Regions from separate parts of the Mus musculus genome. Here all the other regions are linked to region 5. Evidence: chromatin contacts called from public ChIA-PET, HiChIP or PLAC-seq and promoter capture Hi-C data. All regions are on one chromosome and are shown on one strand. Each heading gives the region's core, a stretch centred on a gene start, on an enhancer-like site or on the middle of the called end of the contact. The rest is flanking DNA. Distances are from core to core; before and after follow the strand shown.

Region 1 (3,137 bases), core at 44-2,543, 630 kb before region 5:
GTTTCCCAGTGAGCTCCGACCAGGATCTGACTCCCTCTCTGCCTACACTGAATGGGTTGGGGCACAAAGGACTTGGTCTTCAAGGGAAGAAACTCACACTAGATAAGAGGAGTTTCTAGTAGGAAAGGTAATACATGCATGTCCTTATTGACAACGTTGCTAAAGAAGCTACTGCCAGGCAGTGATGGCACACATCTTTGATGCCAGCACTCTGAGGAGGCAGAGGTAAATGGATCTCTGAGTCCAAGGCCAGGTTGGTGTCTATCGAGTTCCAGGGCTATACAGGAAAACACTGTCTTGAAAAACTAAAAACAATTAAAAAAAAAAAAACTATCAAAATACAAAACCATATGCCATATTTCTTGTTTTTTATCCATTTCTGAGAGCAGTGTAGTACTAGTCAATCTATATACTTAATATTTGGGTGTTTGCCTTTTCTAATGACCCTTGACAATCAGGATAGTTTTCGTAGTGGGAAGTGAAAAAAGAAGATGCTTCTAGGAGTGAGCTCCCGGGCTGGGCGTGGAGAGCAGGTCGGTTGACAGCCGGGGAGCAGTAAAGAAAGAGAAAGATGGACCGAACACGGACAGGGACTGCTCACAGCTGTAACTACAGCACCCAGTGGGCCGGTGCAGATCTTTTAAGTATTTCCTCGGGTTCCAGGCCAGCCTGTGTACAATGAGTTCCAAGTCACTAAGGGATAGAGACACAAAGTAGAAGATGATTCTGGAAAAGGAAGTCCAACCGAGACAAAATGTGACTCTCGTACGTAATGGAAAGGCTGATTCACAGAAGCCAAACCTTTTTATTATTCAGCCCAACGAACTCAAGAGCCATTTCAACATGTGGTCAGTATAAAGCGGACGGCACGGACTGCTTTCTCCACTTCCCCAGCAGCTTCCGCAGAGGTCTCGGGCACCGAATTCCGAATGGTGGACAGGAGCCTCGGACGACCACGGGGCGCCCGAGAAACGTGCCCGCGGCGTGGGGACACGCCTGGCAGCTACCGCAGCCGAGAAAAGCACAGAACACCGACCCCGAAACTAGGGTCCGTCACCCAAGACCTGGGCAGGGACCGCACGAGCCGCACGCGCACCGGAAGTGGCGTCCCTGGCTTCCTTGAGGAGACTTGGGGGCGGTGCCAGTACGGAAACGCGGTCCAGTCAGAATGCAACACGAGGGGCTTCGGAGGCGCAAGCGTAGCCCCGCCCAGGGGTCCGGGACTCCGCCCACTGCCACGTTCGACGGAGAATCGGGCTGGGTACGCGCATCTCTCCACCAATCAGGAGCCACGAGGCCGGGCAGCGGAAAGCCGCAGCCATTCCAGACGTGTGGAAGGCGTGGGAAAAGTCGCCAGTCAGAAGTCCAGAAAGAGAAAGTTGGCTTTCGCCAGCGAATCAGACGCTGGGGGACATTGGGTTTGTGCGCGCGCGCGCGCGCCGTGGCCAATCCCAGGCAAGAACCGAAAGGCCTCCGGGTCTTTGTCGACTTGGTGGCCCAGCCTTGAGTGGGTGTCCAGTCCCCGCACGGCGAGGGCGGGTCTCTCAGCTCCTTGGCCAATCGGAGGGCGCGGCGGGGCGCATGCGCACGGCGGCTGACGCGCGCAGCGAGGGGGAGGCGTGGGCGCGTCCCCGGCCCAGGATTTATAAAGGCGAGGTCTGGACCGACGCGCGCTCTCGTCGCCTTGGCTGTCCCGGCGGCGCCAACCCAACTGCCCCGCCCGCTGCAGACGTCCGACATGCTGAGCCGTGCTTTGCTGTGCCTAGCCCTGGCCTGGGCGGCTAGGGTGGGCGCCGACGCCCTGGAGGAGGAGGACAACGTCCTGGTGTTGAAGAAGAGCAACTTCGAGGAGGCGCTGGCGGCGCACAAGTACCTGCTGGTGGAGTTCTGTGAGTGCGCCGTGGGCCTGGGCGGGGGGGGAAGGGCCCCTTGTCCACGGACTCCTCCGGGCCGCCCTCTGCGGCACCCAGCACTGTCCTGCGCGGCCGGCCCCTCTTGAGTACGGTGGCCCGTAGCCCTCAGCTTGCCCCACGGAACACGGACTGGCCGGTCCAGAGCTGCACCTCGCGGGTAGCACCTACTGTAAGCTTCTCTGCTTCCAGTTGTCCCAAGAGCATCCTTCCTACCCAAAGTAGAAGTCGTTGTAGTCAGAGCTCATTGAGGGGGACTGCGGGATTGAGAATCAAGAAGGTATCTTTGTGCACGACGTCCACATGGCCAGAACCTTCTGTTAGCTGGGAAAAACAGAGTGGGCTGTGTGAGCAGTTAGCAGTTCCGATAGAGTAGATCAAACGCTCTTTACTATGCCCACCCTACCTGTAACTTGCCGTATACCGGGAAGCAAGCCAGATCTAAGCCTTTACTTCTGCTTACAAGTGTGTGAGCTCCAACACAGCTGCCAGGTTGCCTTGACAGATTGTCACATTCCCATAGTAGAAAGAACAGCTTTGGATAGGCATCTGGACACGTACTTGCTACATATAGTGCTGGCCCAGCAACCTTTTAACTTTTCCTAGATTCTGAGTGGTAAACCCCAGGTATACACTGACCCTGATTGCTGGGGGCAGTACGAAGTTACAAGTCAAGGATGATTTTACAGTGCTGGTGGTCACAGGGCAAAGTAGGGATTGGGGTTGGTTTGTCACTCGTGGCCTCTGTCCTCATATTGCCCAAGAGCACCAGCTATCAGTGCAGTCTCTTGACTGCATTAAGAGGGGTTATCTTGGTATGCTGATAAGGTTTTTATGAAAGGAAGTACAAAGGGAAGAAATAGACCTGGATAGAGGACTACCTTCCAATGTCCTGGTTTCTTTTACAGATGCCCCGTGGTGTGGCCACTGCAAAGCTCTGGCTCCCGAGTATGCCAAAGCTGCCGCAAAACTGAAGGCAGAAGGCTCTGAGATTCGACTAGCAAAGGTGGATGCCACAGAAGAGTCTGACCTGGCTCAGCAGTATGGTGTCCGTGGCTACCCCACAATCAAGTTCTTCAAGAATGGAGACACAGCCTCCCCAAAGGAATATACAGGTGTGACCCTAGAACTGCCCTTTAATAACTGTGTAGGCTTTGGGAGCAAACCCACAGGTGGGGGAAAAAAGGCAGGGAGAGGCCCTGTTCTCAAGTGGGTTCTATATCAACT
Region 2 (3,122 bases), core at 113-2,612, 730 kb before region 5:
TGGTCTACAAAGTGAAGTCCAGGACAGTCAGGGCTACACAGAGAATCTGGGGGCGGTTGGGGGGGGGGGGTGGCACAACCATACTCTGGGCACTTTGGACTTTGCCTTCAGAACTGGGCAAGGATAAACTTCTGTTGTATTAAAGTACCTATGGGGGCGCTTCTAAGGCAGAGATAGTATGTGTTGAGAAAAGGACCAGGTAGACTGAGAAGCCCACAGCTGAGTCCAAGCAAACTCACTTCAGGTCGTATTCACTGGGGTTGAAGTCTTGCCGCCGGCATGTGTCTTCTAGTACCTGTGGGACAAATGATCGGTAAAACCTACCTCAACTGATAGTAGGCGCACTGGCCAGCCCACCAAACATCTCACTCACCAGCTCCAAGCAAACTACATGCAAATCCTGTCTACTCTCTCCCCTCCTACTGGGGACCCATTATTGACTTAATCCTCCAACTATGGCCTAGCCTGTCCACCCCTGGTCCCATGTTCTAGGCTCTGCGAGGCCTCTAGCCACAAATAATAATCTGCCTTACTGAACTTTGTGTCCACGGCCACTCTGTGGCCCGGCAGTCTTTGTGCAACTGCTGCATGACCAGAACCCTCCTCTACATGAGCGCAGCTCCAAATGGAGGTCACTCTGTATGGCCCTGCCACAGATATGAATCGTGTACGCCTTTGTAACCTAACAACAGAGGTTTAATAAGCAGGTGTAATTCATACGAGGTCACAAACAGCAACAATCAAAAGCCGTGAGTGACTTAGCAAAATTCACTTCCGGGAACACAGGCCCTAGGGTCCGGAGGGACGCCCCTGAGCTGAGCAGGAAGGAACGCCACTCTTCCCGGTGACCGAGAAGGCTGGATTCGGACAAGCGCCGAAGATTCTGGGGCTCGCAAGGCTCGACCCTGTTAGTGGGGTCCACCCCACCGTGCTCAGCAAACGCGCCTCCAAGTATCCCGCCCCGCCCCCGGGACCCAGATCTAGAGGATGGGGCGGACAGCCGCGCGAAAGGCGCTCATTGGCTGCCTCAGGCCCCGCCCACCGGGACCCGGTCCCGCCCTACCGCCCTAGGAGCAACCGCAGGGGCGGGCCCTGATGCGGCGACCCCGGGCGGCCCGCGGGTCCACCCATCCGCCCGTTCCCCACCCGGGCCGGCGGCCGCACCTGCAGCAGCACGGTGCTCGGCGTCACCTTCACCGTGTGGCGCCGCCCGTTTGGGGCCAGCACCGACACCGCGGAGCCCCCGCCGCCCGCCGGGGCCGCCATCTTCCGCTCACGTGACCGCAGCCGGCTCGCCTCAAACAACTTTATCCGCAACAGCCCGGACGCACAGCCACGCGGTCTCGGGGGCGGGGCCAACTCGCTTCCGGGCCCGCCCCCGGCGCTCTGGCTCTGCTTTGCTATTAGGCAGCCTGATGGCGTCCCGACGGCGCGGACCAAAGGCACCTCCCTGGAAGGAGCACAGTTCTGTCAGGGACATTGTTTCTTCATCCGGAGGCACGTGTTCCTGGGAACCTCCAAGCTCTGGGGGCTGCCTGCAAGAAAGCTATGCTGCCTGGGGCCAGCCTGGGGCCCACAGCTACCTGTCTGTCACCAAGTACTGGGTATGCGCACACCAGAGTTAGCCTTTGTACCTACTCCGTTAAGTACTGATCCTGCCTCCCTTCTCAAGTGTTCCTGTGATCATCATCGTCACATGGCGACAACCTTTTAGAAAAATATTTTATTGAGACTGATGTGGTAATGCAAGCCTTTAATCCCAGTATGTTGGAGGCAAAAACAGATCCCTGAGTTCAAGACCAGCCTGGTCTACAGAGCAACAGTCTTCCAGGACAACCACGGCTACCCAGAGAAACCCTGTCTTGAAAAAATAACAACAACAATAATAATAAAGTTATATTTTATGTGTTTTTTTTTTATTGTGTGTCTGTGGAAGAGCAGGTACAGGCATGCTATGGTACCTGTGTGCATTGTCAGCGAACTTGCCTGTTCCCTCCTTCCACCTTGTGGGACTGAGGGATTCATTTGAGGTTACCAGGCTTGGTGGCACTTTTACTTGCTGAGCCATCTTGTTGACTTCAGGCCCTCTCTTAGCTTGTCACCATGACTTCAAGGAGAATGCTTTGCCTATGGTCCTTGGGATTGTTGTAAAAATCTCCAAATCTGACTGGAGAAGCTGGTATACAGCATCTGTGTCACACGTGTGTATTGACAAACATGGGGAAAAGAATGGGAAGAGTTTGCGTGTTCTATGCAACCTTAGACCCTCACTGTGCTGCCCACCTTCCCGGGTCCCCTTTGGTTTTCTTCCTTTCTTTTTTACACACTAGCATTTAAAACAAAACCTCACAAACCCTCAAGTCTGTTTTCTTTCAACTGTCCCACTGTTAGAATCCTCTGGCAGAACATTTAGAGAGGTGCAGTGAGAAAAATGGACAGCCATCAAGAGATACAGATTGTTCTGAAAGTGAGCATGTGAAATTTGACCATGGTCAGGCTCAAGTTAAAGTCGGAATCCTCCATAATCAAGGTCCCTCTTTCCTTGGGTAGTAAATTAGTCAGCTATAGGCTAATTCTTTAAGACTACAATGCCATGTTTTTTTTTTTTTCTTCCCACATTTATTATGCAACAGTTTTAACACCAATTGATGAATGAGTTTTTTTTATTTATTTCCTTGACAGTTGTCCGGGCTAGTTTTATGTCAACTTGACACAAGCTAGAGTCATCGGAAAGAAGGAAACCTCAAATGAGAAAATAACTCCACAAGATCTGGCTGTGGGGCATTTTTCTTAATTAGTGATTGATGTGGGAGGGCTCAGCCCATTGTGGGTGGTGCTATCTCTTGGTAGTGGTTCTGGGCAGTGGTGGCCCACGACTTTAATCCCAGCACTCCAGCGGCAGAGGCAGGCAGATTTCTGAGTTTGAGGCCAGCCTGGTCTACAGAGTGAGTTCCAGGACAGCCAGGGCTACACAGAGAAACCCTGTGTCAAAAACCAAAAAATAAAAAAAATAAAAAATAAATAAAAAAGAGAAAAAGAAACATCTCTCTTTAAAAAAAAATCATATATATTAAATTAATGTGAATTCTGGGGTTTTCTTCTTTTTTTCTTTTTTTTTAGAT
Region 3 (3,214 bases), core at 159-2,658, 710 kb after region 5:
CACTGGAGCAGGCATTTTGTGCACCTGCCTTTGCTCAGAATCTTTGCATTTCAAGTCTTCCCCAAGTTGGAGCTCATTCTATACCTGTGGCTTCACAGTTAGCCTTCTCGTGGGATATACTCTGGATGTGTTTCCATGGGTGTCCATAAGGACTTTAACTATATGAAACAACCCAGAAAAGTCTGAGCAAATAGAACTGTTTAAACTTGCTTTTGTTTTGCACAAAACCTAAAACAGTGCCGGCAACAGCATTTTGGGGTTCACTCAGTGATGGGGATCAGTCTATCCCTCAAGACCATGATGGGGGTGAGGGGAATCCATCTTGCAGGGGGAGGTATGGGCCTAGCCCAATCCCAACGGAGCTACTGCTCCTCCTTTCTTCCCACTCTTGTAATACTGAACGGCGTCCCATCCATCCAAGTCCTGCTTTGCAGCGGGTTTATCAAGCATGATGGTTGCCATGGTTACCGCGGGGCGTTAAAGTCTGTAGTCCAGGAGAAGCAGGGGCTAGGAGTAAGGAATGATGGGGGGTGGGGGGCGCTTGAAAAGGACAAAGAACAGAAGGTGCAAGAGATAGGGGACATGGGGGAGCGTGGGTTGGGTAGTGTAGGACAGGTCCAGAAAGTGGAGAAGAGCGGGAAGGGGCACAGAAGTGAAGGAGAAGGCGGTCCGGGTGGGGGTACCTGCGTGCAGAAATTTAGTGAAAACATCTGGTGGGTTTATTATCCCTCCTGCGGGGCTTACCCGTCAGCCTGGTCCTCCGGCTCCGCCATCTCTCGTTGCTAGGCTACGCCATCAACATCCGGCGAAGTCTGGACCGCGTGCTCCAAGACCGCAGGAGGCGGGGTCTGGCAGCGTCCATCGATTCACACAGAAACACTAAGCAAACACATTAAAGAACAAATGTGTTTTGCCTGTCCGTCGCCATGTGTCCCAGACTTTCCCGGCTGGACTTAGTTCCCGTAGAGTGACCCTGATGATGTTCAGGGACTCAAAGAAAGTGGCAGGCAGGTTGGGGATGCTGGGTCCGGGAAACGCGCCTAGCTCTGGCTCTTCCACTTCCAGCTTTGGGTTACTCAAGAACCAGTACCTTTTGGGGAGCATCATTCCTTCGTAACCCTAAGTTTGAGAAATAGAAATGCAAGGGGTGAGCGCATACATGGGTACAGGGAGGCCCTGCCTTTCGGATCGAGGGCACAGGGCTCCCATCCAGGGCAGGGTCCGGGGTACTAGGCGCGTGGCGAGATCCTGCAGAGTCAGCAGAAAGCCCCGAGCAGGGGTCGACGGATGCGCAGGACCCTGAGGTTGGAGTTAGTGCCTGGCGTTCCGGGCTGAGCGGGGCTGGGCCCCGGGGCGGAGCGAGGCGGAGCGGGGGCGGAGCGGAGGCGGAGCGGGGACGGCCTCTCCATATTCCCTCCCCGCCGCGCCTCGCTTTCGGCGGCGGTGGCAGTGGCGGCGGCGGTGGTGGCTCCTGGAGCCGGCGCGTGTCCAGCCCTCGCGGCGGGACCCGGGTGGGTATCAGGGTTCTTCTGGGATCGCGGGCCGGGGATTTTGGGGTCCACTCGGGACGACGTGGCGGTTCCTGGGTACCCTGGAATCTGCACGCACCGGACCCGGGCCTGCTGCGCGGGGGTCCGGGAGTGGCTGGGGGACCGGCTCTGGGCTCTGGGCGGGGGCGATGCGGAGGAACCCGGATCTTGCTGGGGACGCCCTGGGAACTCCACCCTCGAGTGAGACTCTCTGCTTTGGGAGTGGGCCCACTCGAGGAGACTCGGTCCTCGCCTGTCTGGAGCTGTGGGCCGGGGCACTTGCGGTCTTTGTCTTGCTGGCTGGTCTGAGCATGCGAAGAACTTATGGGGTTCCTGCACTGTCAGACAGAGCCCCCAAGGTGTGCCATGCCCTCCTGGGGCGTGTGCGGTCTTAGCGTTGGGGCACTAGGGGGAAATGGTCAGGGCTATTTAAGAGGCCCCATGTCAGGATCCTCGCTTCTTTTTTAGCCTGCGCGCCTCTCTCTCTCTCTCTCTTTCCTCAAAAGAAAGAAAGAAAAAAAGGGATAGTATAAAAAGAAAAAAGGGCAATTTAAGATTGCTAAAAATAACCCACGGAACCCTGCCAGAACGCGCGGTGAGAAAAGCCTGTTCCTCCGAAGTCGGTGTCACATGTTGGCCACAATCTAGTCCAGGTTCCGTTCAGAAATAGGGGAATAGAAAAGCGTCTCTTGACTCTGTTAAAGTTTGTTCCATGGACTCTGTCAACTTCCTTTATCAGGAAAGAGAGAGAGAGGGGAAGTGTCCTGTCACCAAGCATACTGGTCAGAACATGGGTGCAAAGAGCCGGGGACTAGGGGCTCCACTCTAAATCTTAATAACTGATCAAAGAATTTAAAAGAAACTATGTATGTAGCTCTTGGAAGAAATATTGACATTAACCTTGATAGCGAATATTGAACTTAGTGGTGCGGTGACTTTGGGCACAGGGGCCGGCTAAGATTCACCCATTGGGAATTTACCAGAGTTGGTTCTTAGCTGGTTGCTGGGGATGGATCTCTTAGCTGAGCAGTACTTATGGGTTTTTTCTCTGTTTGTTTGTTTTGTCCCCCCCCCCCCCCCATAGCTTTCTGGTGAGTGGAATGTCTTGAGTATAGCTAGGAAGTTCTTCTTGGGAACTGTTGACTCTCCTGGCAATCACGGTGTCTGTTAACAGCCTCGGATCACCATGTGTGGGTTTTCGTTGTGCGAAAACAGGCCCGTGAAAGAGCTGCAGTTTATAAGCTTTCAAAACCACATTTTTTATTATGACTATTTATTGTGTGGGGTGTGTGTGCCCACATGTGTCTTGGTGGTGCCTGTATGGAGCTCAGAGGACAGCTTGTGGAGCTTAGTTCTGTCTTCCCACCACATGAGTCTTGAGAGGACTCAAACCCAGGCCCTCTGGCTTGGTGGCAGCAGTCACCTTTATCCACAGAACTATTTTACTCACATTTACCCCAAGATGATGTCACATGATGCCATGTGACCCAGCACAGACTTGGCTGGCCTGCTCTTCACAGGGCTTTGTTAAGGGGTGGGGGGGGGGGGCGGCTGGGAGGTCCTTGCTTCCCGAGGAGCACTCTTTGCTTTGGAGCTTCCCCCTTTGAGAGGATGGCCTTTGGGCTGACAGAACTCCCCACTACTGTCCTGGCCTCTCTGTGCCCTGATTTTGAGTGACAAACTTC
Region 4 (3,086 bases), core at 382-2,881, 590 kb after region 5:
TGGATTCCATGGTCGGTGTTTCAAACTGTGGACAGACACTGAGGAGTAGGAAGGGATCTATCTGGCTGTGGAGAGGGGACAGCTAGCAGAGGGGTCAGTCACTTCACCTGGGGTGGGAGTCCAGCCACTTCTGCATAGGCCAGGGCCTGGGGAATGACGGTGAGTCCCACGGAAAGTCCAGCGATGAAGTCCAGCCTCAGCCACTGCAGAGAGTAGTCAGGCACCCAGGCCAGGACGGGTAGCCTCCTCCTCAGGGCCGTAGCAGAGCAGCAGCATGTGTCTGGTGCCATGTGCAGGCTGGGGGATCTGGTCTGACCCAGACCTTTCACAGAGCTGGGCATGGGTGACATGGAGCAGTGATCAGGGGCTGAGCTTGGGAGAAGGTGGCGTTATCTTCCCAAGGGCGTCAGGAGCATAGCCTGCCTTTTGTGGCAGGGAGGCTGAGCCAGGTGGCTAAGTTTACCAAACCACCATGATCTGGGAAAGGAAGCCAGCAAAATGTGCACATGGGCCTGCACCAAGGATTCAGGGAGGCCTCAGCCTCTCTTTCCCATCTCTGGGCCATAGCCCCTGATCCCAAGCTCTGGTGTCTCTCCACTGTCAACCCCTACCAACCCCCCCTCCCCGCCCCCCGCAAACTAGCTCTTGAGGGGATGCCTAAAGACGACATTTTCACCCCGAAGAACCTGCTCCTTTCTTTTACCCCCTCCCCGGGGAACCTGACTATCCCAGCCCAGAAGAAGCAGGTCCTGCAGGCTCAGGCTTCCTCTGGCCGGCAGAGTGTGTAGGTAGGCAGCCAGGAGGCCCTGAGGAGCCAAGATTTACACCTCACCAAGTGTACACCTCACCACCGCAGAGGGCCACCAAGGTGTTAGGTAGGACTCCACCCACCACTAAGGGCTGCAGTTGGGGGAAAGGGGGTGGGAGTATGTGACATCCCTGAAGTCAAGATTTACCCAGCACCCACTTGTGGCATTCATAGCCCAAGGGTGGGAGGGCTGAAGATTCTACTTTGTTTTCCAAAGACTAACTGAAGCTCTCAAATTAATTCTAGGTACGTAGCATCCGCTAAGATCCTGGCGAACAGACACACACACACACACACACACACACACACACACACACACACACACACACACACACACGTGTCCCAGCCCATAGCTGACTCCTCATTACTGGTCCACACGCCCCAGCCCTGGAAATGACACTCTGGACAAAATCCACTCCTCCCCACCCCCACGCCGCCGCTAGCGCGGGATCCCGGGATCGCGGGGTGGGGTATGGGGGGGGGGGGTTGGGAAACGGAGGCTGAGGTCCCAGTGGGGAACACAAACAAGTCTGAGAACCTGGAGTAAGGCGGCCCGGACTCTAATGGTTTGCGGTAGGGAGGGTTCCCGGAGTAGGGCTCACCCGAGGACTCAGCGCTGGCCCCACAGCTCCTGGTGACCCCAGCCCACACCGCCACACACTCCCTCTCTCCATCACAAGGACCCAGATTCACCCACCGGACGCTGAGACTCAGGGTCTTCCGAAGTGGCGGTAGCTGAGTCCGCAGGAATCTCAGAAACAGAGTGGGCAGGACATGGGCGGGGCCTGCCGTGCACGTGACCGTGGGGAGCGGACGAGCCGGAACCGCTTACCCTGACCGGCGCCGCCATGCACTGCCCGGGACTGGCCTGCTGCACAATTCTGTTGGTCCTGGGACTCTGCGGCGCGCACTCGCGCAACGTGCTACTGATAGTTGGTGAGTGCCGCCGTCCCTGGCACGGCCACCTGCTGCTGCTCCCAGAAGCGGCCACTGGGCTCTTCCCCGCCACTGGCCCATGCTGACCCCGGCGCGCCAATTCCTTGCCGAGCCTCCTGTTGCAGGTCTCTTCCTGGTGACTCTAAATGCGTCTGGCCCTCCCGCTTCTGCCATCCCCAAGCTGGCCAGCATTCCCACATCTGTAGTCAAAGCTGCCAAGGAGACCCGGTGGACCCCGGCTACTCATGCAGACCTCTGATAAGGTTCCAGAAATGAGAATAGCCTGAGTCCCCGAGTTTTTGCAGGATGCCCTGGTCAGTTCTCTTAGCTCCTGGCCCAAAAGTACAGTACTCCAATGCCCACGCAAACCACCAAGTTCCTCCTGCATTCATGAGACTTCCTGTTTGGGTGATCAGTGCCTGGCTTGTGACAGCCCAGGCCTTCTGAGGTCTGGCTCTGGGCCAGGCCCACTCTTCTGATAAACTTTGTGGTATCTGGGCAAGCCAGTTGGTTAATTGTAACATAAACAGTGCTGTCTTTGCAGCACTACCCCCAATCTCTCCAAGGATAGTCTCGAAGATCGGCCTAGGGTGTATATCCACCGGATAGGATTGGCGCTGGAATCCTCTGGAGCCAGTTCGTGTGGCTCTGGAACTTCGGTCCTGTCTCAGCTTGGACAGCCATCACAACAAAACCTGGCAGTCTCAGGGCTAGAGAGGTGGCTCAGTGGTTAGGAGAAGTGGCTGCTCTTCCAGAGGACACAGGTTCAATACTCAGAACCCACATGGCGGCTCACAGGGATCTGTAACTGTTGTATATGTACATGCAGGGAAAATACGGACAAAGCAGAAAATAGAGTCACACTCACGCATGCACACATGCACGCCACACTACAGGCCAGGTTTTTAACAAACCAATGTAAGTCTAACAATTTCATTATATGGAGAGACTGGGTTCAGAGAGCCGGCTCCTCCCTCTGTTTCTGGGGAGGCCTTCCTGGATTGTTGATGACACCTGTCTCATTTCCAAACCTGACAGAGAAATGCCACAGTCCTGTTCGATTGGACCCCACCCTCACTTAACTGTTGAAGACTGGATTCAGATAATGACAGCAGGAATTTTAGGACTGAATGATCAGGGTCAGAGGCAAGAGCTGAGACCTCTGTGTGCAAGCAGCATGGCTTCCTGGCATGCAACAGAAGGCACACGTAACACAACCACTCCTGCCTGTCCTCCCATCTGTCCTCCTGGCTGTCCTCTTGCCTGTTCTCCCATCTGTCCTCCCTCCTGTCCTCCATCCTGTCCTTCTGCCTGTCTTCCTCCCTGTCCTTCTGTCTGTCTA
Region 5 (3,394 bases), core at 53-2,552:
GCAGCCACCCTGGAGGCTTCCATCTGCTGTAGGCAACAGAGCAAGCACAGCTATGAGGGTTTCACAGGCCATTGCCTAGAAAGGCACAACCATGGTTGGTTCATACAATCAGAAACTGTTGCTCTCGAGCAGAGCACAATCCCATTTAGCCATGAACCAGCAACTCCATGTGAAAACCTAGTGGCTGGTGGAAAGCCTTTCACTCACCCTTAAGACAGTTTTGAAATAAAGCACAGCTTTGTAAAGAGGACTGCCATGCACAGGGCAGGGCAGGAATTTCTCTCTTGAAAAAAAAAATGTCACTGAGAACTGCAGCGGACCTGATGCCATCAGGGAGCCCCAGGCTGTGCTGTTGAGGGTAAGGGGCCAGGGCTGTGAGAACCCATGGTGAAGAAATAGGAAATGGCCCGTCCATCTGTACCCAAAGCATGGACATAACATGACACCAGGGGGCTTGCACAAGGCTCTGCAGTTCTTCCATGAGAAACTGTCATTTCACAGATTAGTATGTGAATGCGAGACTCTTAACACATATCAGAAGCAAAAGCAGGCGCGTCAGCCTCCTACACAATTAGTCTTCTCCCTCTGCGGTTACATAAGATGATGGATTATCTGTCCACCCATCCAACCTGTCCGAGCTCGACCTCCCACTTTGGGCCACGTCCATTAACACTCGTAAAGGAGTTGTGGAAAGGGAAAGCCTGTTGAAGAGAAAGTGCCCAGAGGCTGGCATAACAGCACCTAGAAGAGCCCCACGGTGCCACCGCGCCAAGCAAGCGCAGGGCGACCGCCCGCAGCAGCCTGCAACCTCCACGCCGCCCCCGCTCCTTGTTCCCCTCACTCTGGGATGCAGCGGACCAGGCCAGATCGCAGAGCAGCCCAGGCCCTGAACATCTCGGTCCCTCCGGACGCCAGGACAGACAGGCGTACTGAGGGAGCGCGCGGGGGCTGAGCGGCGCCGTCGGGGTGGGGGCGTCCACTCGTGCTCGGGGACGGCGCGGGCCGCGGCGGGCGTAAGGACCCTGGGCGGGCGCGGCCACCTGTGACCAACGGAAGATCGGTCCACCACACCCGCAGTCCGGGAGCCGGTGCCCTGCTCGGGCCTGAAGACCTAGGGGCGACTCGGAGCCGCGCTGGAAACTCACCTTGTAGACATTTTCCGTGAGCCGGTGCATCTCCTCCGAGCGTGAAAGCGACATGGTCCTGGGTCCCGGCTACACCACAGACCAGAGCAGGGGCACGGGTGGCGGTGAGGAAAGCGACAACTGCAGCAACAGGAAAAGGCGCGCAGACCAGGACCACAGAGCGCGGCGCCCGGCGGCCGCTGCTTTTATAGCCGCTGAAGGCCCCACCCCACAAAAACCCCGCCTCCGGGCCCCGCCCCCGCCGCGCCCGGATCACCGCCCCCGGCTGTCCGCCCCCGCCCAGCCTAGCCGCTGCTAGGCAACCGCCAGGCCCGCTCCTGCGCCGTCTTTTCTATTGGTAGATTTCGGAGGCGGGGGCGAAGGGCGGAGCTAGAGGAGGGACTCGGAGGCCGGCTCCGAGCGGCAATTGGTCGGCCGCTGGGAGGCGGAGGCGCGGCGCGCTGAGGCCCTGGAGCTGCCTGAGGGGGTCGGAGCGACAGCCGGGCTGGGGGCGGAAAGCGGGGGCGGGGTGGCGCAGGAAGAGCTAGCGCGGGGTGTGGGCGGTGCGGGTGGCACCGGCGCGAGCGCGCGTGGAGGCGGCACTCGGGAGGCAGCGATCCGAGCTGCAGGCCCTCAAGGGTCCCTCAGGAGTGCGCGACAGGGGCCGGTGGCTCCCGCGCTATTGCAGGTGAGTCGGCGAGGCGTGCGTCGACCCTGGACGGTCTTCCGGAAGGGAGGAAACCCGGAGCCGGAGTAGGTGGAGACGGAGGAAGGTGCTGAACTCTAGCGGGAGAACCCTGAGCCCTGGAGGCAGGATCGGGACAGGGTGGGCCCTGGGGCGGGTGCTTGTGGTGGACTGGTGCTGAACGGAGGGTGGCGGCCGACAGTTGGGTCTAGAATTCCGGGAAGAGGACCCAAGAGAGGAGCGAGGGAGACGTGGAGCGAGTTCCATGGGGTGGTTCGGAAGGGAATTGGGGCGGGGGCGGGAGTTGGGTGGATAGCTCCGGGGGAGGAGCCTCTCAGCACAGCTTGGAATTGCCCAGTAGCTGATGGTTTAAGGAAGGGTAAGGCTTGGCTGAGAAAACTGACCAGGTTGGCACACGGGGTTCCAACGCGGTTCCCTTTGAAGAAATATTTACATCAATTAGACGAACAGAGAGGAATTATTTGCTTTACATTGTAAAACACCAGAGCTGAATGTTTCCTTTTAATTAAACATAACACTCCAGCATCCATTTCCTGGACAGCTGGTTACACCACTCCAACAACCCAGAGGACACAAATCCAAGGCGCGGCTGTCAAGCCTCAGCAGGGGACTCAGACGGCCCCTATTCACTTTGCTACATGTGTAAGGAGAAGGAATTCAGCCCACTGTCCTCTGTTTCCTTGTCGTCTATGTACATCTCTGTGTACATCTCTGTGTATCTGTCTTTTCTTGGGTTCTTCTTGTGACAGAAAGCCAGCTTAAACTAACTGGCTGTCAAATAAGGACTTGTCAATTACTGTTCACTGCGACTGGTTGGTTACAGCTGCCCCTTCATCTCACTTTCTAGTCCATTTAGACCAGCATGGTATGGTGCCTACTCAAGCACACACTGATCCCCTCACTGATCAGAAAGCCAACAAGGAGCTGTGCACTGGGGTAGAAGCAACTCCTCCATGCTTGCCCCAGGCCAAGGCCATGGAGGAGAACTAGAGGTGGAGGCTGGCAGCAAACACTTGGGGTCTGTCTGAAAAAGGGCAGAGAAGCTCCCCCAAGAAAAGTTCCCATGGCTTGGACCACTCCCCCTTCCACAACATCCCAAGACTCTTTCCTGGGCCTGCCTACCCATAGTCACCCCATTTCTGTGCTACATGGGTGGCAGACTCAGGTCTGTCCATGTCCCAGGCAGGAGGCTGGCCAGCTGCAGCAGAAACCCACAGTGGGAAGAGGGTGTCAGGACAGTGTCTCAAACCTGCCTGCAGCTCAGAGCTCTGTGACAATGGCCGTCCTGACAGGACTTGCTGGGGTTGGAAGGGGACAGGAGAGAGGAGTTGTGTTCCCTCCAGCTCTTTATTGGGGCTGACCATAGCCCGAGTTCAGACTTCAGCACGGAAGCCTTTCTGACCCTGGAAGCAGCTCCTTTAATAGTAGGGGGCACCAATGGTCAGAGGTCAGGTTGCTGAGTGGGTGGGCACACCATAAGCAGCATGCTCACAGATCAGCAAGACTCTGGCTCCAAGTGGATTAGGGGGCCACTCTTTCCCTGACTCCTTTTCTTCCAAAGCCC
Region 6 (3,347 bases), core at 413-2,912, 680 kb before region 5:
TTGCCCTTGATTTCCTGACAGTAAATCCTGTGTCCATTTGTGACTGTTGGCTGTTTCTCTGATCATTGTTAATTCCGTTTTCCTACTGTGAGGGTGTTGTGTTTGACTTTCTGACACAGCGAATGGAGAGCTTGGGCTGAGGCCAGGTCTCCCAAACTTCTCCGCTAAGTAAACCATAATGTGTGACTTCCCTCCTACCTTGACTCTGCCTGACTTCTTCCTTGGACATAGACACTCAGATTTCAAAGAAAGTCCACAGTTTCCTCTGTAGAGTATGGTCCCAGAGAGTCCCCCCTGTGTTGTGTGCAGCTGGGTGTGGTGCCTGCTGTGCAGGGAGCCAGTGGCAACACTGTGTTAACAGGGATCACCACCATCACCCGGCTTCCAGCAGGCTGGTCTCAGCTCATCTTTCAGTTCTATGTGTGCTCTGTTAGCCTTGGTGATCAGGGCCAGGGTTTGCAGCTTTGATAAACTACTTGGAGATGGTGAGGCCACTTCCCTGCTACCTCCCTCTCTGGTGTGGCCACTTGGCTAAAGCTCCCATCCGCAGCTGGGATGTCTGAGCCACAGCCTGCTACACTGTTTCCCCTCTGGGATCTTCTGAGTTACTTTTTTAGGCTGTGGTTTAGTGAAAGGAACCAACACATTAACAATCTCCCCAGAAGCCACTGAATAATTCTTGGCATATTTTCTCAGTGCCATTGGCCGCCTGGTTTGGGAGCAGTTGTGGAACAGAGGACAGATCGGTACCATACAGAGGCATGGGTTCGCTGTAGCTGCTCACAGTTTGCCTGTTCCTGGCGTGTGTCCTAGGTGTGTGCTATACCTGCTGGGCCAGCTACACACATACGTACCCTGCCCCTGGAGCAACGGCATTAATATAGCACGGGTGTCTCTGGAAGTGTGAGGTAGAGTGTTCTAGGAAGTGTTCCTGATAAGATTTCCTTGTTCTCTAGGGCCCCCGTTGGGCTTTTGGCCCCTCCAGCAACTTTATGCCCCAACCCCACTTTTCCTCCCATTCTCTGTCTGCTAGTCTCTGAAGCCTTTAACCAAATGGGAATGGGTACAGAAAGCCTTCTCCTGGCAACTTAGGGCAACAGGACAAGGGCTATTGTGTGTCCAGCTCTGTTGGTCTCCTGGTGCTGAGAGGTGTGTCCAAGCAGAGTTGATCAGCCCCTGCCTGCCCTGCAGGGCTGAAGCCAGGGGGAAGGTTAGTAGAGAGTACCCTAAATGGGGTGAGGGTCCTTCAACATCCAAGTGAGGAGGGGCTGTGGTGTGGCTGCAAGGTGAGACCCTGTCTCCTGCACCTGGGTAGGGCCATAGGGGATCTGGCTGCAAGGTGAGGCCTGGACTTGGAGAGCAATCAGTCTCCTGGCCTCAGCAGGCAGCAGCCTTGGTGCCCACCCGTGCCCTGCGCAGTATTTATTGCTAAATTATTGTCCAGGAGGGGCGGCACTGGGCCTGGCCCCCCGGGTATTTATTGCTGTACATAGTGTATGTTTGTGATATATAAGGTTTTCTTTATTTTGTATATGATCAATAAACGCCTTTTAAAGAGATCTGGTGGTATTTCTTTGAAATCCCGAAGGAGCAAGGGTGGGAAGGGCGAGCCGGAAGAGGTGGAAAGGGCCGGGCCCGCGCATGCGTCTCTGTAGCTGCCGGATGAGGCGGAAGCGGAAGCCGGAAGCGCAGTCAAAGGAGCGATGGCAGCCGGTGGCGGTCTGAGCCGCTCGGAGCGCAAAGCTGCTGAGCGGGTCCGGAGGCTGCGGGAGGAGCAGCAGCGGGAGCGCCTCCGCCAGGTGAGCCACTGCCGTGCCCGCGCTCGCGCCGGCGCGCGCGGTCGCTCACCCGCTGCTCGTCCGTAGGTGTCACGCATCCTGAGGAAGGCGGCTGCAGAGCGCAGCGCGGAGGAGGGCCGGCTCTTGGCCGAGAGCGAGGATCTGGTGACCGAGCTGCAGGGTCGAAGTCGGCGGCGTGAGGGCCTCAAGCGCCGCCAGGAGGAGGCGAGTCGCGGGCAGCGGGTGCTGGGCGGCGGGCTGCGGGAGGCGAGCGGCGGCAATAACCAGCCTGGCTCCTATCAGGTGTGTGATGACCCGGAGGAGCTGCGGAGGAAGGTCCGCGAACTGGCCGGAGCTGTCCGAAGTGCCAGGCACTTGGTTGTCTACACGGGCGCTGGAATCAGCACAGTGAGTGAGGGCCTGCGCGTTGCTTCGGGTGTGAGGCGCCCCCTTCTGGGATGCAAACTCGGGCTGTACAGTGCTGGAGTTCAAAATCTCGCTCACCTTTGAAGTAACTTCAAGGTGTCCTTTCTCAGAGACCCGAAGCAATTCTAGATTTAAGACTTAACTAAGGCAACGTGACAGTGGTGGCACATTCCTTTAGTCCCAGCACTTGGGAGACAGGAGGATCTCTGTAATTTCAAGATCAGCCTGGTCTGCATAGGGACTGCATAGGGAGTTCTAGGTCAGCCAGGGCTAAAGAATAAGTCAATAAATAATAATTAAGCTAAGTCAAAGAGTTACAGAATGCGTAGTTTCTGACTGCCAATCAAACATGGAACAGTAGTAGGGCATAGTAGCCAACTGCCTGCTAATGCCTTCTCCCTTAAAGTGCAGACAAATTGATCGATTTACGTGATGTGGACAAACTGGAGCCCTAGTCTTTCTCCTGAGCCTGTACTCCTTGAAGAAAGATAAATGGAAAACTAGTGTCGAGTCCCAAATCTCCAATCTCAGGACTCAGGAGGTGGGGCCTGGTAGAGGAGGAAGATCAAGATCAAACTCTTGAGAGCAGCCTGGCTCGAAGCTCCATGCAAGACCCTGGCTCGGGGAAAAAAAAAAAAAAAACCAGACAGAGTCCTGGTACAATAGGTACATTTGAGAAATGCTGTCCTCTTGACTCTGAGAGCTCTCCTGGGAAGGCTGAGGGATGACTAGCTTTGAAGTTGAATATTTGACCTCAGGCGAACTCGGCTTCTATTCTGAGAAGCCCTGAGGTGGTCTGGAGAGATGGCTCAGTGGGTAGCGTGCCTGCTATGCAAGCGTGAAGACCCGAGTTTGGACTCTCAGAATCCATGTGAAGAAGCTGAGCAGTACCACACTCTGTAACCCCCAGAACTGGGAAGATAAGCTCAGAAGCCCCCCTGAAGCCCTCTGGCTAGCAGCCTAGCCAGATCCACGAGCTGCAGGTGCATTGAGAGACTAACAACTACAACAACAAAGGTGGGGGAGGCAGTGAGAAGCTCACTGAATACTTAGGCACTTGCTACCAAGCCTGGTGCATGAGTCCGGTCCTCAGAGCTCACACAACAGAAGAGAACTGACCGCCACAAGGTGTCTTCTGACTTC
Region 7 (3,012 bases), core at 497-2,996, 510 kb before region 5:
AAGAAACCAAAGCAGTGTCGATCATAGCAGCACATACCCATAATCTCAACAACCAGGAGGTGGAGGTAAATTGATTTTGAGGCCAACAGGGCTACCTAGAAATAACCTATCAGAAAAACCCAAAACACACCAATGTGGCTGGAGAGACCATGTACTCCAAGGGCTGGAGAGATGACTCCACAGTTGAGAGCACTGAGTGTTCTTCCAAAGGACCAGAGTTCAAATCCCAGCAACCACATGGCAGTTCAAGGTCTGACACTCACACAGACATGCATGCAGGCAAACCACAAGGCATGTAAAAAATGGAAATAAACTTTAAAAAATGTATTCCTTAAGGACCTGAGTTTGGCTCCCCAGCAACCACACTGGGCAGGAAGGCCTTTAACTCCACGTTTAGGATAATTCCATGGGATCCAACGCCCCCTCATGGCCTCCAATAGCAATTGCACATGCACCCCTCTACACCAGTCACACTTGCATATACATAAATGAAAATAAAACCTCAGCTGGGCAGAGGTGGCCCATGCCTTTAATCCCAGCACTCGGGAGGCAGAGGCAGGCGGATTTCTGAGTTCAAGGCCAGCCTGGTCTACAGAGTGAGTTCCAGGATAGCCAGGGCTATACAGAGAAACCCTGTCTTGAAAAAAGCAAAACAAACCCTGTCTCGAAAAACCAAAAAAGGGGGCTGGAGAGATGACTCAGAGGTTAAGAGCACCGACTGCTCTTCCAGAGGTCCTAAGTTCAATTCCCAGCAACCACATGGGAACCACATGGGCTCACAAGCATCTGTAATGGGAGTTGATGGTCTCTTCTGATATGTCTGGAGAGAGCAATGGTGTATTCATATGCATAAAATAAACCTTAAAAAAAAGAGAGAGAACTTCAAAAGTCCAAGTACTTTTATATAAATTATAAAAGCACTGCTGTAAAATCAGCCCTGTGCTGTCTTTCCCATACCCTGCACTCCCAGTACCGGGTCTTGGTGTAGTCCCTGTGCCTCAAACGCCTTTCAGAATTTGGGCGACTGGATGGGTGCAGATATGGTGGCACACAGCAATGGCTGTACATACCCTCCTTTTTTCTCTTCTTGTTACTTAGCGTCTTTTTCATCTCCTGTCGGCTCCTCATAATTTCTCGGAGCCGAAAAGGGATTTCTTGCTCATCCTGGTTCTTAGGCTTGCAATTCACTTTCTTCTTTTCTTTGCTGGAAAGGAAACCCAGGCGGAGTGTGACCCTTCCCATGTACAACACAGCCGGACACATAGTAGGAATTAACCCCGTAAAGAAACGGTTCCGGGGCCAAGAACACACGGTCCTCCCCTCACCCTCGACCCAGGCTGCCTTCAAGTGCATTTTTCTCTGCACGCTGAGGCAAAAGGCGCTCTAGAGCCCAGGGAGGCTGGCAGCTCTGACCTCATCCCCCGAACGTGGCTCACGAGAAACTGGAGACACTCACCTCCGTTCATTCAACACATGGCCTGGGCTGAGGGACGCAGGAAAGTTCCCAAATGGGTCCTCTCCCGGGGTTGGCACCTACCTGCGCTGTCCGGGCAGTGAGGCCGAGCGCTGCTGTCCTTGAGCCTGCTGCTGCCGCCGCCCCTGCGGCTGTCCCGAGCCTCTAAGACCGGCCGACCGCGCAGTAACCAGTGCTATGTTCCCAGGCCTCGCCATGACTACCCCAGGCGCGTCCTGCACGAAGCTATTTCCGCCCACTTACAAGCTCCAGGCCTGCGAGCATCACTTCCGCTTCCTGCGCTGCGTCCCCAAGCTCCTTGGCTCCGGCAGCCGCACCAGCTATGGGGTCGCCGCTGCAGACCCTGTCCCGGGGAGGCCGGGTGCGAGCTGCGCTCTGGTGCTGGACACAAGCCCGCGGCCTGAGCGGCCGCCAGTGCCCCAACCGGGTTGCGCGAAGCCTTTCGTGCAGCCGGGGTTTCCCCGTTCGGGGAGGCAGGCCAGCGCTTGGAGGAACCATGGTCAGCGTGCTCACTGAGAGCTTTCTTCAGGTCTGGGCCCCAGACGAGTTAGTGGGCAAGTAAATTGCAAGAGTAACAGTGACCATGGGTCATGGGTGAATAGCAGGGAAGGGAACCCGAGGGCCTTTGAGACGTGAGAGACGGAAAATGGTGTGACCCAGTGTCCTTAAGCGTCTCTTGTGAAGTGATAGAAGGACGACACCGAGCCGAGGATGTAGTCAACATGGTCAGAGAAGAGCTTAGCTACAACTGGCTGATAAGGGCCTTCCCCTTATCCTGTCCAGGATGTGTAGTCAGTCTGGCTATCCGATCTGGACTTGTTCCTCCTGCGAACTTTGAGAGTGAATGCCCAGTGTTAGGCATTGAGCCGAGCAAGCCCTTAACAAGTTCCTTTTCAGCCGGGCAGTGGTGGCACACGCCTTTAACCCCAGCACTCGGGAGGCAGAGGCAGGCAGATTTCTGAGTTCGAGGCCAGCCTGATCTACAGAGTGAGTTCTAGGACAGCCAGGGCTACACAGAGAAACCCTGTCTCGAAAAACAAAACAAAAACAAACAAAAAAAAAAACAACATCCACAAAAAAACCAAGTTCCTTTTCATACCAACCAGTATGTCCACTTCCCAGATAGGGAAACAGTATACAGAAGTCAGAAGAGTCATGCAGACTATCCCATGTTCGCAGGGAACGCAACATTTCTCCAGCTGGGACTGCTGCCAGAGTCTTCACAGACACCGTGCTCCAGTGCAAGTCACTGATAGCCGCAGAAACTTGGGGATGGACCACAGGGAAGAAGGTTTCCAAGTAGGTACAGAGGATGACAGGGAGCCAAAGGCTTCCCTGCCCAGGGGGAACCCCACAGGGCCCCCATGCTCGCTGCCACCTGAGCTTGAGCCTCCCACCAACTGCTGCATGAGTGGCTGCCCTAACTGTGTATGGGTAGATTATGCCGAAGCTCTGCTGAGGCTCTACCAGGATGGCGGGGAGAAGGCCCTGGCCATTCTAGAGGAGCACGTGACAGATGAGAACCTCAAGGCCTTCCT

What was found. ChIA-PET counts read pairs in DNA pulled down with a chosen protein or histone mark. HiChIP or PLAC-seq counts read pairs in DNA pulled down with a chosen protein or histone mark. Capture Hi-C pulls out chosen DNA fragments and counts their contacts.
Region 1: an RNA polymerase II ChIA-PET map of memory CD8 T cells shows a contact between it and region 5, with 15 read pairs. The contact joins the promoter of P4hb here to the promoter of Baiap2 in region 5. A contact is called at or near these places in 1 of 484 Hi-C or Micro-C datasets (embryonic stem cells) and 3 of 115 datasets of contacts at active chromatin or transcription factors (memory CD8 T cells, microglia and pancreatic cancer cells).
Region 2: a contact with region 5 is called in a FOXA1 HiChIP or PLAC-seq map of pancreatic cancer cells. The contact joins the promoter of Aspscr1 here to the promoter of Baiap2 in region 5.
Region 3: a promoter capture Hi-C map of adipose tissue shows a contact between it and region 5. The contact joins the promoter of Tbc1d16 here to the promoter of Baiap2 in region 5. A contact is called at or near these places in 1 of 39 promoter capture datasets (liver), 6 of 115 datasets of contacts at active chromatin or transcription factors (embryonic forebrain, embryonic midbrain, embryonic stem cells and 2 more) and 2 of 9 other capture datasets (adipose tissue and pancreatic islet).
Region 4: an RNA polymerase II ChIA-PET map of memory CD8 T cells shows a contact between it and region 5, with 116 read pairs. The contact joins the promoter of Sgsh here to the promoter of Baiap2 in region 5. A contact is called at or near these places in 1 of 39 promoter capture datasets (embryonic stem cells), 1 of 484 Hi-C or Micro-C datasets (bone marrow-derived macrophages), 8 of 115 datasets of contacts at active chromatin or transcription factors (astrocytes, embryonic stem cells, large pre-B cells and 5 more) and 2 of 9 other capture datasets (embryonic stem cells and liver).
Region 6: an RNA polymerase II ChIA-PET map of memory CD8 T cells shows a contact between it and region 5, with 15 read pairs. The contact joins the promoter of Sirt7 here to the promoter of Baiap2 in region 5. A contact is called at or near these places in 2 of 115 datasets of contacts at active chromatin or transcription factors (memory CD8 T cells and pancreatic cancer cells).
Region 7: an RNA polymerase II ChIA-PET map of memory CD8 T cells shows a contact between it and region 5, with 6 read pairs. The contact joins the promoter of Oxld1 here to the promoter of Baiap2 in region 5. A contact is called at or near these places in 3 of 39 promoter capture datasets (liver and stem cell-derived epiblast-like cells) and 2 of 115 datasets of contacts at active chromatin or transcription factors (memory CD8 T cells and pancreatic cancer cells).

What each region holds. Positions count from the first base shown.
Region 1 is chr11:120,571,409-120,574,545 of GRCm38.p6, reverse strand. It overlaps P4hb (prolyl 4-hydroxylase, beta polypeptide), which reads left to right and starts at 1,293. Exons shown (of 11, transcript NM_011032.3): 1 at 1,293-1,889; 2 at 2,819-3,025. The coding sequence starts at 1,739.
Region 2 is chr11:120,671,213-120,674,334 of GRCm38.p6, reverse strand. Aspscr1 (alveolar soft part sarcoma chromosome region, candidate 1 (human)) reads right to left here and starts at 1,362. Exons shown (of 16, transcript NM_026877.2): 1 at 1,165-1,362; 2 at 240-295. The coding sequence starts at 1,266.
Region 3 is chr11:119,226,693-119,229,906 of GRCm38.p6, reverse strand. It overlaps Tbc1d16 (TBC1 domain family, member 16), which reads left to right and starts at 1,408. Exons shown (of 12, transcript NM_172443.3): 1 at 1,408-1,511. It overlaps Ccdc40 (coiled-coil domain containing 40), which reads right to left and starts at 1,335. Exons shown (of 21, transcript NM_001364767.1): 1 at 1,160-1,335; 2 at 745-879. The coding sequence starts at 773.
Region 4 is chr11:119,354,055-119,357,140 of GRCm38.p6, reverse strand. Sgsh (N-sulfoglucosamine sulfohydrolase (sulfamidase)) reads left to right here and starts at 1,631. Exons shown (of 8, transcript NM_018822.3): 1 at 1,631-1,744. The coding sequence starts at 1,657. Slc26a11 (solute carrier family 26, member 11) reads right to left here and starts at 1,584. Exons shown (of 17, transcript NM_178743.3): 1 at 1,506-1,584; 2 at 108-333. The coding sequence starts at 290.
Region 5 is chr11:119,941,000-119,944,393 of GRCm38.p6, reverse strand. Baiap2 (brain-specific angiogenesis inhibitor 1-associated protein 2) reads right to left here and starts at 1,302. Exons shown (of 14, transcript NM_130862.4): 1 at 1,146-1,302. The coding sequence starts at 1,199. Gm11767 (a long non-coding RNA gene) reads left to right here and starts at 1,300. Exons shown (of 5, transcript XR_001780400.2): 1 at 1,300-1,812.
Region 6 is chr11:120,623,329-120,626,675 of GRCm38.p6, reverse strand. Sirt7 (sirtuin 7) reads left to right here and starts at 1,662. Exons shown (of 10, transcript NM_153056.3): 1 at 1,662-1,799; 2 at 1,866-2,003; 3 at 2,082-2,186. The coding sequence starts at 1,704. It overlaps Mir6936 (microRNA 6936), which reads left to right and starts at 1,800; the gene lies at 1,800-1,853. It also overlaps a transcript of Mafg not described here.
Region 7 is chr11:120,456,804-120,459,815 of GRCm38.p6, reverse strand. It overlaps Oxld1 (oxidoreductase like domain containing 1), which reads left to right and starts at 1,746. Exons shown (of 2, transcript NM_025560.3): 1 at 1,746-2,003; 2 at 2,654-3,012. The coding sequence starts at 1,797. It overlaps Ccdc137 (coiled-coil domain containing 137), which reads right to left and starts at 1,687. Exons shown (of 6, transcript NM_152807.3): 1 at 1,538-1,687; 2 at 1,071-1,204. The coding sequence starts at 1,671.